2 separate regions of the Mus musculus genome follow, and region 2 is linked to region 1. Evidence: chromatin contacts called from public HiChIP or PLAC-seq data. All regions are on one chromosome and are shown on one strand. The core of a region is the stretch at or near the end of the contact, and the rest is flanking DNA. Distances in the headings are between cores, read along the strand shown.

The links. HiChIP or PLAC-seq counts read pairs in DNA pulled down with a chosen protein or histone mark.
Region 2: an H3K27ac HiChIP or PLAC-seq map of VIP interneurons shows a contact between it and region 1, with 3 times the contacts expected there. The contact joins two enhancer-like sites. A contact is called at or near these places in 2 of 484 Hi-C or Micro-C datasets (cerebral cortex and muscle stem cells), 1 of 115 datasets of contacts at active chromatin or transcription factors (VIP interneurons) and 1 of 9 other capture datasets (embryonic stem cells).

Annotation. Positions count from the first base shown.
Region 1 is chr7:111,172,833-111,178,678 of GRCm38.p6, reverse strand. No RefSeq gene overlaps it. Among named protein-coding and RNA genes, the nearest start is that of Gm33098, 35 kb to the left of the region's middle. Within about 2 kb of position 4,093, at least 15 of the 459 cell types and tissues checked have an H3K27ac peak or open chromatin away from gene starts, as enhancers often do. A contact at or near this core is called in VIP interneurons, where this site is marked.
Region 2 is chr7:111,473,211-111,479,684 of GRCm38.p6, reverse strand. All of the region lies in intron 10 of Galnt18 (polypeptide N-acetylgalactosaminyltransferase 18), which reads left to right. Among named protein-coding and RNA genes, the nearest start is that of Gm33145, 190 kb to the right of the region's middle. Within about 2 kb of position 1,609, at least 10 of the 459 cell types and tissues checked have an H3K27ac peak or open chromatin away from gene starts, as enhancers often do. A contact at or near this core is called in VIP interneurons, where this site is marked.

The DNA of each region.
Region 1 (5,846 bases), core at 2,844-5,343:
TGAATTTCCAGTTTCGTGATAAGACATCACTTTTGCTTTCTTTCCATGAATAACAGAGGCTAGATCTGGAACCTGGCTTTTTTCCCTGGTACTAGGTTATTGAACCCAGGGTCTTGTGTGTGTGCACTAGGCAAGTACTCTACCAGCTAAGCTAACCTCTGCAGAGCTAGCCTACAGAACTGCTCAATTGCTACCAGCTAAGCTAGCCACTACAGAGCTAGCCTACAGAGCTGCTCAATTGCTACCAGCTAAGCTAGCCACTACAGAGCTAGCCTATAGAGCTGCTCAGTTGCTGACTCTTTCCAGTTCTACCAGTCACTACAGTACCACTTACCTGGGCAGTGTCAGAGGCAGCTCTGTTAGTAAGCAAGCAAATGTTAGATTAGCTGATGGCTTGCAGCTGCTCTATCAAAACCGCTGTGTTTTCCTCAGTGAAATTTCTGTCTGAATGACTCCATTTATGTAGCAGAAACAAGCTAATATCCTATAGATGCTGTTCATTTCCTTCTTTACTGAGAGGATACAGCCAGGGACTTGCTTTCATGGAGTGTCGTGTGTCCTTACCAGGTGTCCCCACACCCAAGTCTCCCTCCCAAATGTTCTTGTTCCCCAGGTACTTGTGTTCTGAGAACATTTGAGGTATACTCCTGCCTCAAAGGACTCTCCTCTTCCCCTGGGTGTGATCTCCGGATATTTTTTAGCCCACATTCTTAGGAAGCCAAATAAAGTTCCCTCTTGTCAATAAAGCTTTCTCAGAATCCTTCGGGATTTTTTTGCCTCTAAGCTCAGTACCTGTAATGGTACAATCAGAAGAACTACAAAGCACTGTTACTTCTAAACATGCAATAAGAAAGCTGGCGTGGTGGCTCATACCTGTAACAGGCTATGAAGGGAGGTACCTGAGTTTGAGGCTAGCCTGGGCTACATAGAGAGTTACAAGTCAGCCTGTACTAAATGGCAAATGGGGAAAAAAAAAGCATGACTTAGATGTCAGACTGAACCAATTCATATCTCAGCATCTACTTATTAAAATAAAATTAATAAAACTTGGGAAAGTCCCTGAACCTCAATCTTCTCATCTAGGGACAGAGATAGGCCTATGGGGTGTCTGAGGAAGTGGCCTGAGCACAATGTGAAGTGCTTTGCAAGTCCTGCATACTAGATAGGCAGTTGGTGTTCTTTTTATCATTACTGATAGTGTTGAAAATGGGAGCTAGACGTTCACTAGCAAGTTCTGAAGTTCATTGATTTAATAAAGTAATTTCCTACCAGAGGAAACTAGCTGTCAAAGATTTTCACATTAAAAACTAGTGGCAACTCTGAAACTCCAGTGACAGCCCACTCCCTAGGTTTTGGCCATCTAGTGCCAATTGTCTGGGACTCCTTGTTCAGAGGCCCCAGAGGAATGCTCACTTGATCTGTACTCAGCTTCTAGAATCTGGAATGATTCTAACAGCGAACTCTGACCCCTGGAATGTGGGAGCTGGAACTGATGCTATGGATAGCCTCTTCTATATGTAAGGAAGCAACATCCCTGACTCATCCACCAGGCAGGGAAGTCACCTGACAGGCAAACAGCAGCACTGACTGTGACCCCATAGATCCTGAGCTCAGAGCTCAGCACCGCCACGTCTTGCAGGCTCCTAGAGAAAGAAGGGCTAGGGTTGCCTTCCATCTCCTCCAGCCCTGTGTCCTTCCCAGAGTTCCACAGACAGCAGAAAACACTGACTCGTTCTGCAATTGTTACATGTGTAAAAGTCCTGTTGCTGCAACCTTCAACCCCTTCTGAAGCTACAAGTGAGGCACTTCATCTTCTGAGGGCCAGACAGAGCTCAGGGGTGTTGAGCAAAGGAGCAACCAGAAAGTTCTCCCAAGTGCTCATGGTCAGCCTCTGTACTCCATGCCTGTTCAGGGAACCTCGACTTTCTCAAAGGCACATCTACGGACTGGTCAGTTAGCTCAGTCGGTCAAGTCTGTGCCTTAGAAGCATGAAGACCGAGTTCATTATCCCAAAATCCTACTTAAAAGGAGCATGGCCACCATGTGCCAATAACCCCAGGGTTGCAGCAAAAAGGCAGGGGTATGCAGAGACCAGAAGATTCTCTGGAGTTTTCAGGCCTAGCTCAAGACTCAATGAGAGACCTTGCCTCAAAAATAATGAAGCAGAGAGTGACAAAAAGAGACACCTGGCCTCTTCCTCTGATCTCATGCATACAAAGACATTGTCCTCCAACCTCCACACTCAAATGCAATCGCACCTGAAAATATGTGCACGTGCACTTGATATGCACTTGTGAATGTGAAAACACACACACACGCAGCCGCTCTGGGGAATCTTAGAAAGTCGGCAAACCCCCTGTGTTCATACACATGGATGGAAGCCAAAGAGATGACCAAGGCTATGTGGAAGCACATCGTGTTCCTGATGTAGCATAAGTCCAGACCCATACCCTCACTCTGCCACGGCTTCACCTAGGAAGAAAGCAAAGAGGAGAAATGAATGTTTGTCAAGCGAATGACTGATAACCAAGGGTAAAATTCAGTCACCACCCACAGCACTGCCAGTCCACTCTGAGCAGCTGAAATTCCCCAGATGGCGTCATTGACCTACCTCCTGCCTGACAGGGTTGAGCCTGGCTCCTGTCTCCACACTCTGGGGCTTTCTCGCAAAACATATTCTAGGAGTTCCTGGCATACAGGACTCACAATAAAATTCACCCAGTGGTTCGTCTTGCCTGAGTCAAATTTCACGGTCATGATGGCTCCCATAAAGTCCCTTGGCTGAGAGGACTCTTCCCCACAGAGCAGAAGCAAGCTTTGATGGATGAGGAAACTCCACCAAGCTGAGGACCAGAGGAGACCCAGAGGAAGTTCTCCCATCCCATAACTTCTAGGAATTCAGCCATAGCTTGTATCCTGAGAATCCAGCCAGCTATCTCACTGGCTCCGTGTGACCTCATCCTAGCCCTGACCTCACCTGATTCCTGTGCCTCACTCAGTCCTCCAAGCCTTTTGCTCATGACTTAGTGTCCACATGACCATAGGGTTAACGGTGGATACCAATCACTATAATGGCAGGCTCTGGAGCCCAGAATCCACAATTCTACCACCTCTAAAAACAGAGACATGTGAGCAGGGGATACAGCTTACTTAGTAAGATGCCTACTTGATGTGAAAAAAAAAAATCTGTATCCCTCAACACCACATACTCCAGAAGTCATGATGAGAATCTGTAATTCCAGTGTTTGGGGTAGTAGAAGCAAGAGGATCAGAAGTCCAACGCCCTAGAGAAAGCACCCAAGGAGCTGAAGGGTCTGCAACCCTATAGGGGGAACAACAATATGAACTAACCAGTATCCCGGAGCTCTTGACTCTAGCTGCATATGTATCAAAAGATGACCTAGTCGGCCATCATTGGGAAGAGAGGTCCCTTGGTCTTGCAAACTTTATATGCCTCAGTATGGGGGAACACCAGGGCCAAGAAGTGGGAGTGGGTGGGTAGGGGGTGGGGGGGCCTGGGGGACTTTTGGGGTAGCATTTGAAATGTAAATGAAGAAAATACCTAATTTTAAAAAGAAAAGAAAACAAAACAGAAAAAAAAAAAAAAAGAAGTCCAACGCCAGTGCTGACTGTATAGCAAGTTAAGGCCAGCCTGGGCTACATAAAACCTCCTTTCACAATACCCACACACGCATGATATGTGCCCTCCCTCCCACCACCTGGATTCTAAAGCATTGCAGCTGGTGACACACACAGTCCCAGACAAGCCTGTTTACTGATCACTCAGTATGTGCCAGGGACATAGCTGGACATTTTATAGGCGTTATCTGATTTCATTCCCTTGATAGTCAAATAAAGTAGACTTTATGACAGCCATTTTATATATATATGAGGAAACAGAAGCTCAAAGATCAAGTGACTGGGTTGAGATCACAAAAATAGTCAGAGGCTGAGCAAAATGACCCATCTGTGTCTGACTCCAGTGTCCAAGCCTGCAGCCTCTGCGCTCTGGAAGCCTGCAGCTCACGGCCATTCATTTCCGAGCTATAGCACTATGCACTGAGATTATCAGGCACACAGGATTGCAGACAGCTGGAACTGGTGCTAGCCTAGCAGCACGCATCCATCTGAGCATTCTTCCAGCAGACGCTGGCACCTGTGTGAGCCAGAACTGGAGCAGGTGCTGGGGACCAAAATAAGCAGTCTGAAGGTCCTGCCCTTGGCATGAGAATTGTACATGCGTGCATGAGCTTGTGTGTGTGTCTGTGTATGTGCATGTATGTATATGCAATGTATGTGTGTGCATTATGTGTAAGTATGCATGCATAGCTCTCTCTCCCTCTTTTTCTCTCTTTCTGTGTGTGTGTGTGTGTGTGTGTGTTTGTGTGTGTAAAGAGAAACCAGAGGTCAATTTCAGATGTCACTCCTCAGATGTCATACACTCTTTTTGTTTGTTTGTTTTAAGATTATTTACTTACGTGTGTGTGTGTCTGTGTGTGTGTGTGTCTGTCTGTGTGTGTGTGTGTGTGTCTGTGAACATGCATTTGGATGCCCCCAGGAAGCCAGAGAGGGCATCAGATTCTTTGGACCTGCAGTTACAAGTGGATGAGAACCACTTGGTGTGGGGGCAGGGAACAGAACTTGGGTCTAGAAGAGCAGGAAAGACGATTAACTGCTAAGCCATCTCTCTAGCACCCACTCTGTTTTTTGAGACAGAGGCTTTTACTGACCTGGAGCTCACCGAATGAGTTGGTTAACAAGCCCTAGCTCCTGCCCCTTTTCACTTTCCTAGCCCTGGGATTACAAGTGCCCCCCACCCCCAAATCTGGCCTTTCACACAGGTGCTGGGGATCGAACTCAGGCCCTCACCCTTGCACAGCAGGCACGTCACTGACTGAGCTATCTCTTCAACCCTAGCAAGAAGATCTCAAAGACATGCCAGAGCTTACTCTGGGTGTTTCTCAGCATGGGATCTGTGAAAGTTCACTCTTACAGAGGCCATCTTCGTGAGGGTTAGACTGAGCTAGCTCCTGGGACCTGGATTGTGCAAAGTCCAGAGCACAAGGCCAAGAGGTGCCACTGTGGTTCCCCTGCTAGACACTTAGCCCAGGGGAACTTTAAACAGTGGGGACAGTGCTCTGAAATCTGTCCTTTCCACCCGCTTGGACCTGCTGCTGGACATGCCTTCACGTGACCCACCAGAGGCAATATTTCTGAAGCCTTCCTTCACAATTCAAGTGGAAGTGTTTCATGCTTCTTTAATTCCTGGTTTTACCTGATAGAGGAAGTCTGGAAAGGCCTGAATGCAACTGCTAAGTGAACTAAATACCCGATAACAATTCCAAAGTCATTCCTGGGGTTTTGGTTTTTTCTCCTTAGAAAGCCAGTGGGGCTTCACAATTAGAACTGGCCCTGTGCTCCAGTCTCACGGCCTTCATGTCAGCATGCACACTTCAACTGACTGTTTAGTCAGCCTCCTATATCTGTGACTTAGGCATCTGTGGCATAAACCATGAGTCCTTGTTCCACAACCACAACATGGCAGAAGGACAAAGGGACCGAGGCATGTTCTTCAAGCTCCTATAGAGAGCCACTAAACCCATTCGTGAGGGCTCTGCCTCCTGATCCAATCACTTTCTAAAGGCCCCGATCCATAACACTGCCTATGCTTCCTGCAACAGTGGGAACACAGCCCAGGCCCAGTTATCTGTCACAATTCCTCTGCACCCAGCAATCTCATTTGCTTGCACTTTAAGGGTTCTCATTAAGGAGAAAGAGAGCCTTCCCGTTGGGACTGTTCATCCCTAGGGAAGCACCTGCAGGTGCTACCATTCAGAGACTCAGCC
Region 2 (6,474 bases), core at 360-2,859, 300 kb before region 1:
GTGCCATCTATAAGTCCCACTGGGCCAGCCCAAAACAAAACACTGCACACCAAGAATAAACCAAACTTCAATGAAGGTCTTCATCACATTTTGTGCCCTCTCCCCTTTACATGATGGAATGGTGGCTGTTACCTGGTAGAATGATGACATTCCACCCAAGGCCACTCCCTTCAAGTGTCTGGAAGCATGGATAACAGGAATGCCTCTCACGATTTAGGCATCTCCACCAGAGAACAGAAATCCTGAGACAGAGTGGACACTGTCCTACTGTGCCTCTGCACTGCTATGATAAAACACCCACCAAAAGCAGCTTGGGGAGGAAAAGGTTAATTTGGCTTACACAGCCAAATCTTAGCCATCACTGAGTGAAGTGAGGGCAGGAACTCAAGTGGGAACCTAGAGGCAGAAGTTGATACAGAGGCCACAGAGGAACGCTGCTTACTGGCTTGCTCCTCATGGCTTGTCCAGCCTGCTTTCTTACACAAATCACGACCACCTGCATAGTGGTAGTGCCATGCACATTGGGCCAGGCCTTCCCATATTAGCCATTAATCAAGAAAATGCCCCACAGCCTTGTCTACAGGCCAGTATTTCTCAGTTGAGGTTACTTTCCCCCATATACGCCTAGGTTTGTGTCAACCAAAACAGACATACAATGTGCCGTTGATCAAATGAAGGGGCCCTTTAAAATAAATGTATGAATCTTAGAGTCCTCCTGATCACCAGATCTTCAACTAAATGTGTGCCTAAAGACAAGCAAAACCTTACTTTCATTGGCCTTATTTACTATCCTTAGAAGCATGCAAACACATTTTATGTGTGTATGTGTGTGTGAGAGAGAGAGCGAGAGAGAGCGAGAGAGAGAGAGAGAGAGAGAGAGAGAGAGAGAGAGATATTCTCCCTATAACCAGATTTGTGACTAGTGTGGAAGAAATCTTTTATATTAAGCAGATGTTCATATTCCACAGAGTGGAGTACAAATTGGTTTGAATATGTTTTGAAAGAGGAAATTTTGTCAGGCTCTATAGCTTGTACTTTATGCTAGCCAACCTCAACTGTCATTTCTTCATGGAAGTATTGATACAACTGAAAATCCGACGTTACATGGAGGAAGGCCCACTTCCCAGCCCTGACTTGCTTCATTCTTGGAAGGAATGTCAATAAGAGCAAAGTTGTCCATTGGTGCCAAGAAAGAGGAGTTTTAGGGAGTACAAGATGTCTGGGGAAAGCCCAGAGCCCAGCTTGCCTATTAAGGTTGGTTCTGCCTTCTGGGGTATAATATGATAACCTGAAATGAGACAAACATTCTCCTGTAAAAACAAAAGCTATCTGCAGGCACATTTCCCAGAGGCACTTCTAACCTTGCCCGAGTGTCCTCCACTCAGGCGAGGAGGCGCCCTGGACTTTCCCCAGCTCAGCCCCAAGCACTGTCAGCACATCCAGCCTCGAGAAGCTTTTGTGCTGAAAAGAAAGGGCTATCATCGGGTGTTTCATTATGGCTCTGGGATAAAGCAGCTTTTCATTTCCAGGTCATAGGAAAGGGTGCGAGTGGGACTGTCCAGTTCCCAGCGACTGACAACGCTTTGTTTAGAGCCTGTTTTCTTAGTTATTTTTAAAATTAGAGCAATCAGCATTTTCTTCTTCCTTCTCTTCCTGCAGTGATCAGGGCCAGGGGCAGATGTGATTGCTCAGCTCCCCAGAACTGCATGGGATTTTAAAAAGAATCAAATATTTATATAGTGTTTATAGCATGCCAGGCACTATACTAACCTTTTATAAGTAATACTTTGAAATCATAGCAGGCCTATGAGGCACCTGCAAACATGAGGAAACTGAGGCACAGACAGGTTTAGTGATTGTTAGAAGTCAGACACAGGGATGCTGTCTTAAGAGTCCATACACCAGGATGGCTCTGTCTTTGTCTAGAAAACCCCATTAGTGAGAATTTGAGGCTGGGGTCTCCCTGCTAGGTCAAGCATGTGTGAATGAACAGAATCACAGCCATCCTGGTCAGCTCTCCAGGCACTTGCATCTCCCGACCCCTTTCTACCTGTCCTCGCTTACTTGATGTTGCAAATACCCATTTTCAGTCAGTGGCCTCACACAGCAAGTCCCAGGCAGAATCCCACTTAGGCTTGGGTGAGGCCCTTGAAGGAAGAAAACACCGAAGTGCATATTGAACACAGTAAGTGTTGAATATTCATACTACATAAAGAACACTTTACTCTACAAAACACCTAATCTTGGGGTTTCTGTAACTAGGCCTAATGTCCTGCCCAAGCTTTGAAGTATTTGATTACCAATCATTAAGTACTTAACCCAGAAACTCCTCAACTCACTGAGCTTAAAGCCCAGGACTCACAGGGCTGCTTGCCTTTTGGAAAATTCATTAGCAAGGAAGGTGGAGTAGGAGCTCCCAGGGAAACAGAAGTCTGTGAATCCAGGATCTAGGATCTGATACACACTTGACTTCAGATGTGCATCCCACTATAAGGAAAGCCAGCCCAGGCAGCCCAGAAGCTCTGGGGGCAAGCCAGGCCTTTCCTAAACAGGGTCACAGATGCTGTTGATCCTTGCAAGCTGGACCCATACCAGAACTGCCACTAGGACAGCACTTGGGACATTCTCAGGCCATCTCTGAGACCTACCGAATCTGAAAGCAGGGTAGTGGTTGAGTTTCCTGGGCACGCTGGTCATTCTCCTCTCCAGTGGACGACACCTGGGCTTCGATCCTGATCCCAACACTCGCTAACCAGGAGATTCTGAGCCAGCTCCCGAACCTCCCAGCCTCAATATCTAATTTTATGAAATAATAATAATAAAAAATCTTCAGCTCTACCTCTCAGAGCTACAGTAAGGAAGACACCCCAGCATGCCCCTCCCAAGTAGGGCAAGGATAGTTTAATGCTATCTGACCCACACCTAGCCACCATCTGACATCCCTGTGGGGAAACTATGGTAGAGAGATGTGTGCCTTAGGGTTGCATGGGTGATGACTTCCACGTGTCCCAGTATCCATAGTCCTCTGTGCTAATATCTTGAGTGGTCCAAGATGGTAAGTGAGATGATAGACAGAAGCCCAGAATGGCTCAGCCATTCCCCAGGTCAAGAGGTCACTCCCTAGGTCACATGACCAAGGCCTGAGAAAGAGTCATTTCTTCCTTGTTTCTGCTTGGGACCTTTGTAGTCACTCCTTTAGAGGGACCCAAAAGGAAAACTGAAGCAAGGGCAGGGACTGGCTGTAGGAACCGTTATTAGTATTCTTCGTCCTATACATTCAACTTCCGCTTTGGTTTTTAATGGCTTCTTCCATATTTAATTTGGTTTCCATTCCAATTAAGCCCTCTGTGTGCTGCGGCTTCTCTCCTGCCAGGTTTAATTGCCCTTATTTAAATTCTTTAATTAAAAGTATTGTGTGTTTGTAGATCCCGTAGTTGTAAGTATTACACAAATAATTTTGATGACTGGACTGGTAAACCAAACAAGCAGCAGGCTCCTACATGGAGAGAGAAAGGCTCAGATCTCAGCATCCAGCCCCAGCCCCAGCCCCAGCACCAGCTCCAGAGCCAAGAAACTGGCCCAGAGCTGCAGGCTAAGCCCCCCACCATCCCCCCCAAACACACACACAGGGATTAGGACAAGAGTCCGCTAGCACTTGTCCCAGCATCTTTCCTTCTTTCCCACTTAGCCCAGCCCAGAACCCAGAGTGGCCGGCCTGCTTAGCATGTGGATCAGGCCTAGGAAGTATTGGCCCTGCCTCTCAGATCAAAACCAGAGTTCAGAGGCCCCGCCCTCACTCATGGGCCTCATCTCTTCCCTTTTACCAGTGCTTTCTCTGCCTTTGCATAAACGCAGCCCAAAAGTTCCCTAAGCCTCACCGGAAGCCCATTCCTGCCTCTGGGGCTTTTCATTAGGATCCTGGACCTGCCCCGGGACTGCCATCTCTCTCCCCCCCCATGTTTCGTCTCAGGTCTCACCTTTAGTAGAGGATCTCCCGGCCACCTCTTTCACCTGGCAGTCATCTCCTGCCCCAGCTTGCCGAGCCTCCTGCTGAGCCCCATGATTTGGGGCATAGCCTCATCAGCTCCTCTCCTTGCCGGAATCTGCTGCCAACTCTCCCTCAAGAGCACAGTTGCCACAAGAACAAAAAAGCCTTCTCTTTCTCTGTCATGCATACATTGCAGCAGCTGGGAAGTGTGTATGACCCTCGGTAGATGCTCATTAAATATTTGGCAGTGGCTGGAAGGATGTATGAATACCATCCCTTTAGAGAAGCCTCAAAGGGAACAGACCAAACCTCTTCGAATTCACTGAGACATCTTCCTCTATTCCAGCACTGAGTACCACCAGCGCCTTTAGTCTAGCTACTACCTCAGAGATAGGCATGGTGTGGGTGGGTGGGTGGTGATAGGGTTGGTGGTTACTTATCTAGTGGAGAACAGGGAATGGGGAAGGTTCCCTGGGGTCCCAGCTGCCCTCTATGTGGCATCTTGGGAAAATCTCCAGCCTCTCAGGACCTTAGCCTCCAGTTCTACAAAATGAGGGCTCCTACTATCTCCCCCTCTGGGAGGTTGGGGGTATTGTAAGAAACTCATAAGATTATTCAGGGAACACAAGAGGAAAGGTACTAAGAAAATGGCAAATAACTTTAGTTCCAGTGCAGTATCTACAGATCAAGACACAAATGGGAACAACGCCAGGCTGCTTCCTAGGGTGAGGAAGCTATGAGAAGGAGTCAAAGCTTATTTGCAAGCCTGGTGAGTGGTAGGAAAATAGCTGGCATTTGCAGTGCCCAAGGCTGGTGCTAGCTCTACCACCAAAGATGGTCCGGCTGTATCCCATCCCCCAAGCATGGTTCCTGGAAGCATTGGAGGCAGCTCACATTGTTCACAGAGCTCTTTCTGCTGAGGAGAGAGCTCCTAGCCTCATACACAGCGAATCAAGCAGTCAAGTGGTGTCCCCTCTACCCACCCCATTCCTGTTCTTGGACTTGAACCACTTCTTCCACACCCTTCTGGAAGGCCATAATGGCTATTTCTACCCAACGATCACATGTGGGATGTCTGTGGGGTGCTGAGCTGGGTTGGGGCAGGTTAGGGCCTGGGAAATATCAGTCTTACATCTCTGAAGGAGAGTCTTCTACTCCTTCCTCACTCTCTTGCCTTGAGAAGGTGCCCAAGGAAGGCCTGAATGGCAGGAGTGGCTGTCAGGAAAGGAGGGGTTACAGTTGTTTCCAAGCTCTGGTGGCCTGGGAGATGTGAAGCAGCCCAGCCTCACTATTGGCAGGGCCTGCTTTTGGTCCCAGAGATGTGCTAAGAAGCCAAAAACTGCAACATAAAGGATGGAGCTTGGTCCAGCCCCATTTCCATGACCCCTCTCCCATGCTGGTGCCCTGAACACCCTTGTGTGTGTATGTGCTGTATTACAGCTGAGAAATAGGTCTCCCATCAGCCCATCTGCGCAACCTCCCAAGAGTCATTCCTTAGCCCTACAGACAAGTAAAGGGGGAAGGGTTGGCAGGAGGGGGGCTTGCCCAGGTCTCTACAGTAGAAGCAGGGAAGAATTGAGAAGCAGAATTGACGTCAGGGTCAGTGCTCTCCAGTCTCTGCCTCAGGGCCTAAAATGAGGCAGACCTTGGACTTAGAGAGCTGGGCTGGTCCTAACTCCCTGCCTGAGCTCTATTCCTACCTTCAGGGGCAGGACAGACAGCCTGTTGGTGAGGTGAAGAGATGAGGGCAGCCGACCACACTACCACTTTAGAATTGTGAACCAATAATAGGACTCAGCTTGACATGGTTCAACAGATATACTCAGGCTTGGGGGCCACAAGATTTACACAGATGTGGTGGGACCTAGGGCTGGCAGTACAGTGAGCTGGTCTTGCTTGGAGCAAGTGTTACTGGATGCTTTTGGGCCCCCAAATCCAGCCTTTGAAGGGCAGGATGGTGACTTAAGGGAGATGACAAGTTCAACAAGGACAGTTTGAAGTGTCCTCTATGGCTGTTCCAGCATAGTACAGGAGCAAGGTGTGACCGCCAAAGTGCCAATTCTGGGACATGTTGAAGAAGCCTATTGTCTAGGGTGAAGCAGCCCTAACCTCATTCTGATCAGCGAAAGCTACCTGGAGCTTATTCAAAGAGCTGGAGCGGAGAACTAATGCAAGGTTGTTGCACACGGCACTAGGAAAGGGAACTGTGGAAAACCATGGAAGGGAAAATGTGAAAAAGAGCAGCCCCCAGTGAAAGCCTGAAGGAAATGGTGTAGCCCCTATAGACGCTCTGAGCAAGAGTTAGTCCATGGGAAGGGGATGCTCTGAGGAAGGTGGCTGTGAGGAAAAGCTCTTGCTGGGGAGGGGATAGTCTTCCTCCCTGGAGGTGCCAGGCACAATGGAAAGCCCGGTAGTGCTGTGGCTGAGTGCAGAGGCCATTCAGTCTGCAAGTTACTTGGAAGAATGAAAAGTAGTCACAAGTACAA